2 separate regions of the Mus musculus genome follow, and region 2 is linked to region 1. Evidence: chromatin contacts called from public promoter capture Hi-C data. All regions are on one chromosome and are shown on one strand. The core of a region is the stretch at or near the end of the contact, and the rest is flanking DNA. Distances in the headings are between cores, read along the strand shown. Region 1 holds the start of Htra4 (HtrA serine peptidase 4). Region 2 overlaps Erlin2 (ER lipid raft associated 2).

Region 1 (2,954 bases), core at 320-2,819:
AGATCTGGGTCCAGGATGGTGTCTCCTCCTTTAGATCAGTGTGGGAACCTGTGTGTCTGTCATCTGCAGCGAACAGGCCAAACCTGGTGCTAACCCTGTGCTCACACTACTGCCACAGCCTCAGAATCTAGCTCTTAGTTCCCACTACCAACTGGCGTTGTGACTCAGAACAAACTAAGTTTGCTCTCCATTTGGGTTTCCTTGCATGCAAGCGAGTGCTAAGGCTAAACAAGCCCACCAAATGCTCACTACTAGCTCCTACAGTCAGCCTTTAGTTTTGCTGTGGGATACCGGGGAGAAAGAAACACCAGTCACCAATACGCACTGCTGTAGCTTCAATTTAGAAGCCAGAATCCTTGCGCTTGGCTCTTTGCTCTTTAGCGAAATAACTCTTAGCAAGTCAGGTCTCCTGCAGGCTTTGCGGAATTCTACTGCCCACCTACACCCCAGCCAACTCTTTGAATCTGTGTTTCCTCACAGCGGTTTTAATGGTCAGAAATCTGGCAACCAGCAGGTGAGGTAGTTGATCCTAGATGGGACCTTTACCTGCGGAACAGCTGCAAGTGGACCACAGACGGCGCCACCTTCTCCACCACTGCGGCGATGAAGTTGTACTTTCTCCGGAGCCGCCCTGCTCTTGTGGTCCCTGTGAATAAACGGTCCACGGTGAGTGCGTCCCTGGATGCAGGTGTCGCATCTCAAAATTCCCCAGCATCTCCCCGTCCCTCTTTCTCTGAAGGTTCTCCAGACCAGGAGATGAAAGGACCCTCCCTGTCCTACCAGAGGGAAGAAAAGGAGAAAGGGAAGCCCAGTGGCAGCCAGTAAAGAGACCAAAATTAACCAGGCAAGAACACCAGGAACAACCACAACAGGTTGAATCCCTAGAGATGGCGAAGGAAGGCCCACTGAATTCGCGAGCGAGCGAAGTTAGAGCACTCACTTCATCTCCCTCTGAAAAGTAAGAGAAGTGTCAGGAGATTCGCCCGCGCCCCGCTCACCTGCTTCCTCGCAGGCACCCTTCTGCACTGGCACAGCCGGGAGCGCGCCCCGCTGGCGAGCGGCTCGGTTCTCCTTGCGGAGCGCACATAGGCTGGGGTAGGTGCGCCCATCGCTGCCGCACACTACCGCATCCTCAGCACCCTCCGCGCAGCCGCAGGTGCCCAGCCACGCGCCCCCCGAGGGATCCCGGGAGAACGGGGCGCCGCAGCGCAGCCTTGGGGCGCACGGCCGGCCCCGCGCCCCGCCACACTCCTGGCCCTCGGCCGCGGCGCACACTCGGCAGCAGCCGCAGCGATCGGGAACCGGCGCCAAGCCGGCCGAGCAGGTAGGCAGAGTCGGGCAGCGCGTGGGATCGCAGGCATCGGGACAGGGCAGCGAGACTCTGGACCTCCTGGCCTCGGCCCACGGAACAGGCACGGCTGGTAGCAGCAACCACAGCAGGAGAAACTGTGTTCGCACAGCCCACAACCGCTGGAAGCTCATCTTGCTCCCTGACCTCGTCGATTCGACTGTTTTTCCTGGCCTGGATGCTGCCTCAGCCAGCCTTCGGACTTTATAAAGGTCAGAGTCTGGCTCACTTCTACACACACACACCCATATATCACCCACCACCCATGCCATCCCAGGACAAGGGCCACCCACCCCAAAGCCATGAAGGGAGGGGTCCACTCAAAAACCAGTCTTGGGGCAAGGGAGAAACGTGACCACCCACCCACGGCCACGAGATCTGACCAGGAAAACACACAACCAGATTTCCTATTTCACATGTTTTTATTACAAAACAAGCAACCAACCAGTTTTTAGAAAATGACGTTTTGCTACATACCAATTAGGAGCTCACACAACGTAAGAAGCTGGAGTTTCCATGCACTAAGCTCAGTGCTTGCAGGAGGTGTTTCACGGCTCAAACACTGGCTCAAACGGGGCATGCCACACCTTCATAAACAGAGGGCCCAGCAGTCACACTGTGTGTTTTTGCCAAATATTCACTTGATTCAACGCCTACCTGGTATAAGTGACTATAATTGACTCAGGCAGGCAATAACACAGAGAGAGAACGAGGGACTGAGGAAAACAGATTTTGGGGGGTGGGGGTGGGGGAGGAGGTTAAACAGGCGACATGGGAAGCCTAATTTCAAAAACACTGCCGTCTGCTACCAGATAGCTGTTTATTTGGTTGACACTGAAAACAAGTATCAAGTCTACCGCTCAATTACCAGTCCACTGCTTACTCAGAGGGTCATATAAGTCCTGTGTAGAAAGGGGAAAACCAAACCAAACCAGTTTGCTTCCAGTAAACTAGGACGATGGACCTTAAATCTTCCCGGAGGGGCAGCCTTCTACTTGGAAGTAGAGCTGTCACTCCGCCACTTTGACCAGAGGTGCCACTTTAGTTTGCGGTCTCCCATATCCTCGGTGTGGTTCGGAGAATGAAAAACACACGCTTCTTTTTTTTTTTTTTCCCCTGATTATCACCTGACCCGAGTAAGCAAGTCCACCAAAGCATTGAAGAGTAATGGATAGGACATACTTCAGCTACAGAGAACAATACCTTCGAAGCTTTATAGAAGGACCCAACCCCAGAGACTGCTTTTATTCCACACAGGAAATGCAGTATCTTTTATAATCCAGAAATCCCTTCGGATTTATCCACAATCTATGCTTAACCACAAACCCACACGCCATCACACCTTGAAAACTAAAGGTTTATGCACCATCTTTGGCTCACATTAAAATACTGTCCTAGGCTGGATATGGTGGCATAGACTTGTAATCCAAGCACTCAGGAGGCTGAGGCAGGAGGATTATCAGTTCAAAGCCAGCCTGGACTCCGTAGCAAGACTCTAGCAAAAAACAAATTTAAAGGGTGTGTGTATGTGTGTAAATACAGACAGAAGGGGAATTCTGAAACAAGAATTGAGACTTTAAATGTTTTGAGGCTTCACAAAGATAAT
Region 2 (2,954 bases), core at 270-2,769, 2.0 Mb after region 1:
AGCTATAAGGTGAGACCATTTCAAACACAAAACACACACACACACACAAAACAATCTCTCCAAGGCCATGGAGACCAGAAAGTGTCTTTGTTGGGTTTTTGTTTTCTGCAGTGCCAGGAATGGAACCTGGACTTTATGTGTGCTGGACAAGTGCTGTCTATACCACTGAGCTATAATTGCCAGCCCCCAGACTGTACCTCCCATGGTTTTGTACTTGATCCAGTTCCCTGCACCCTTCACCCCTTAGATGCTGCGTTCCTGGCCCGGGAGAAGGCGAAGGCCGACGCTGAGTGCTACACAGCGCTGAAGATCGCAGAAGCAAATAAGGTAAAGGGCGCCTGACCCACCGTCCTGAGGAGGTGTTGCCTCTGCCGCTCGCTACCCAGAGCCCTCACAACAGAACTGAGGACCCTCTGCTGGGTTAGACAGCGCTTCTCTTGTGTGGGAAGCCTTAATAGAAGCTTCATTTTGTATTGAACAGGAAAACTCTGGAAACTGTTGCTACTCTGTCATAGACCTTAGATTATTTTCTCTCAGAAAAAAATGGTTTCTGGGTAACAGGGAGGCCATGAGACATGCAAACACATGTCTGCTTGACAGATGCCCTCCCCAGATGAAGTTCCTCTCTGGTGTCCCCTCCCTAAGCTCTCTTCACTTCCATCACAGCTCAAGCTGACTCCAGAATACCTGCAGCTGATGAAGTACAAGGCCATTGCTTCCAACAGCAAGATTTACTTCGGCAAAGACATCCCCAACATGTTTATGGATTCCGCAGGGGGGCTGGGCAAGCAGTTTGAGGGGCTGAGCGACGACAAGCTGGGCTTTGGCCTAGAAGATGAGCCCCTCGAGGCACCCACAAAGGAGAACTGAGGAAACACTGTCTGCAAGCTCTGCTCGGGCAGCTTAGAGAGAGCTGTATTCTTTAAGATGAGACAGAGCAAAGCGCTCCTCCTTTCCACACTACCTTCCTTGACTCTTCTTACTGTGGTTAAAAAGGAAGAAATGGACACAAACTTACCCCCTTCTGGGAAGGGAGAGCAGATGGAGAGTTGTTTTTTGGGTTTATTTTTAATTCAGGTAAGTAAGTTGTATGACTTCTGAGAAGGTGTATGCACCGTAGATTTGACCTCTGACCTGCAGACACCAACATTGTCACTTTGAAGCTGGTTTAAGTGGAGCTACTGTCAGTATGAAGAGGGAGAGTGTGTGCTGCCTCCTCGTGCTTGAATTCCTTCAGGGAAAAGTGTACTCCACAGTTCTCTCCCTTGCCTCTAGTGTAGGCAGTGTCTGCGTGTGGGGCTCGTGACAGAAGGCCGTCTGCTGCGGAACATGAGCTGCAGAGAGCGTTGGCCGGCTGGGCTTTTTGACTGAGTGGATTACTTGAGAGTTAAGCTGTCTTGAGCCCTTTTTAGGAAGAACTTGGTGCTAGGTTTTGCAAGGTTTTCTACACACTGTACTCTGCTCTAGTGTTTGTTGGCTACATCTCACCGCAGCAGGGCTTGGTCACACCACACACTCCTTTTCCGTACTTTGACCTGATCTGTGATTTCATTTCTTCTTGAATAATCTATTCATGAGTTGCACTCAGCGTTAAGATGGGAACAAACAAGTGCTGTTAGCTGATGACGTAGCTCCTTATACCCCTTAGCACTGTGGTGCTGTGTGGCTAATTATGCGTATGCTTTTGAGACCAAACATCTTTATCATTATGGAGATTCTTCATTGAAGAGCCCTTAACACTGTGGAGAAGGGCCCAGCCAGATGACACCCAAGTAGTAGTGCCTGTGGCCTGTGCTGGGGCTTTGTCTGACACTGATGAAGAGAGCAGGCAGCCACTTGAGAGTCGGCTCCAGTGAGTCACCCTAGGAAACTGAGAATGCGAAGAATAGATATGAGAGAAAGGGATTTCTTATCCTGAAATTGCACTGGGGGTGGGGCTCTACCATGGCCTGTGAGTGCACACAGAATGCCTCTGTGGAGGGCAGCTCTGCAGGTAATCTGCAGACATGGCAGTACCCTGTGCAACCATGACTGGCTCTAGCTTAGGACTTGGCCTTGTTAGCTGGTCCCCTACCTCATCCTCCCCCCACACAAAGCACCTACTGTTCTCTCTTAGGTGACTACTATAAATGGTATTTTCTGGCATCAATTCCCACCTCAGTTTTGGTTTTGTAAGTCGGGCCAGTTTGCTCCTAAGTGGCACCAGACTTGTCAGGTATTTGGGAAGCATTCAGCCGACCCAAAAAGAGGCAGGGTTCACTGTGCTTACTTCAGATGTTCCCTTCTCTGTCCTGACTCCTCAGGCCACTGACCCTGGCCACACTGTACAAACTACAAAATGTTCCTGAAAAGGACATTTTAATGTGCTCAAAAGCTCTTGCAAAAGTGGGTTTTTTTCCCCAAGACCAACTCATCTTCTTCTCATTTGTTGCTGCTAACCACTTGTTGAGAGCAACGTGCTATACCCAGCATCCTCTCTTGTACGTGCACCTGAGAAAACACTACTTCAGTGGAGTCGGTGCAGGAGGGAGGGTACCCCGCCATCCAGCGCCCTCCTAGCCCGAGAGGCTCTGTAACTAGCATTCTGAGAGCTCATCCCTCCATTACAAAGAGCCACAGTAAAGTCCTGCTGCAGCTGCTCCTTCCCTGCCCCTTTAATGTCACTTCTTTAACAGAACAGAAATGTCCCCATGTCATAGCATAAATTCAGTAGCTATTGGTATCTGTCCCAGCAGTAAAATCATGGAACTCAGATGTCTTTTTAGCATGGGATGCCTAGCCCATCTGTCTTTATGACCTTGTTTTTTGTAATACTATAAAATCTGACTTAGGCATTTGAATTCTAAACATGTAAAATGTGATAAGCCTGCAGTTTTGTAGGCAGTGAATTCATAGCTGCTATTTTTAAGTAGAACTTCTATCAAAATACGTTAACCGTTTGTAAAATTCAGTTT

The links. Promoter capture Hi-C pulls out the DNA fragments that hold promoters and counts their contacts.
Region 2: a contact with region 1 is called in a promoter capture Hi-C map of liver, with 4 times the contacts expected there. The contact joins the enhancer-like site here to the promoter of Htra4 in region 1. A contact is called at or near these places in 6 of 39 promoter capture datasets (HPC-7-derived erythroid cells, hematopoietic stem and progenitor cells, liver and 2 more), 3 of 115 datasets of contacts at active chromatin or transcription factors (astrocytes, bone marrow-derived dendritic cells and thymic regulatory T cells) and 1 of 9 other capture datasets (liver).

What each region holds. Positions count from the first base shown.
Region 1 is chr8:25,037,393-25,040,346 of GRCm38.p6, forward strand. It overlaps Htra4 (HtrA serine peptidase 4), which reads right to left and starts at 1,570. Exons shown (of 9, transcript NM_001081187.3): 1 at 999-1,570; 2 at 547-646. The coding sequence starts at 1,482. It overlaps Plekha2 (pleckstrin homology domain-containing, family A (phosphoinositide binding specific) member 2), which reads right to left. Exons shown (of 12, transcript NM_031257.3): 12 at 1,752-2,954.
Region 2 is chr8:27,035,767-27,038,720 of GRCm38.p6, forward strand. Erlin2 (ER lipid raft associated 2) reads left to right here. Exons shown (of 12, transcript NM_153592.3): 11 at 248-327; 12 at 667-2,954. The coding sequence ends at 870. Among named protein-coding and RNA genes, the nearest start is that of Plpbp, 5.3 kb to the right of the region's middle. Within about 2 kb of position 1,520, at least 43 of the 459 cell types and tissues checked have an H3K27ac peak or open chromatin away from gene starts, as enhancers often do. A contact at or near this core is called in liver, where this site is marked.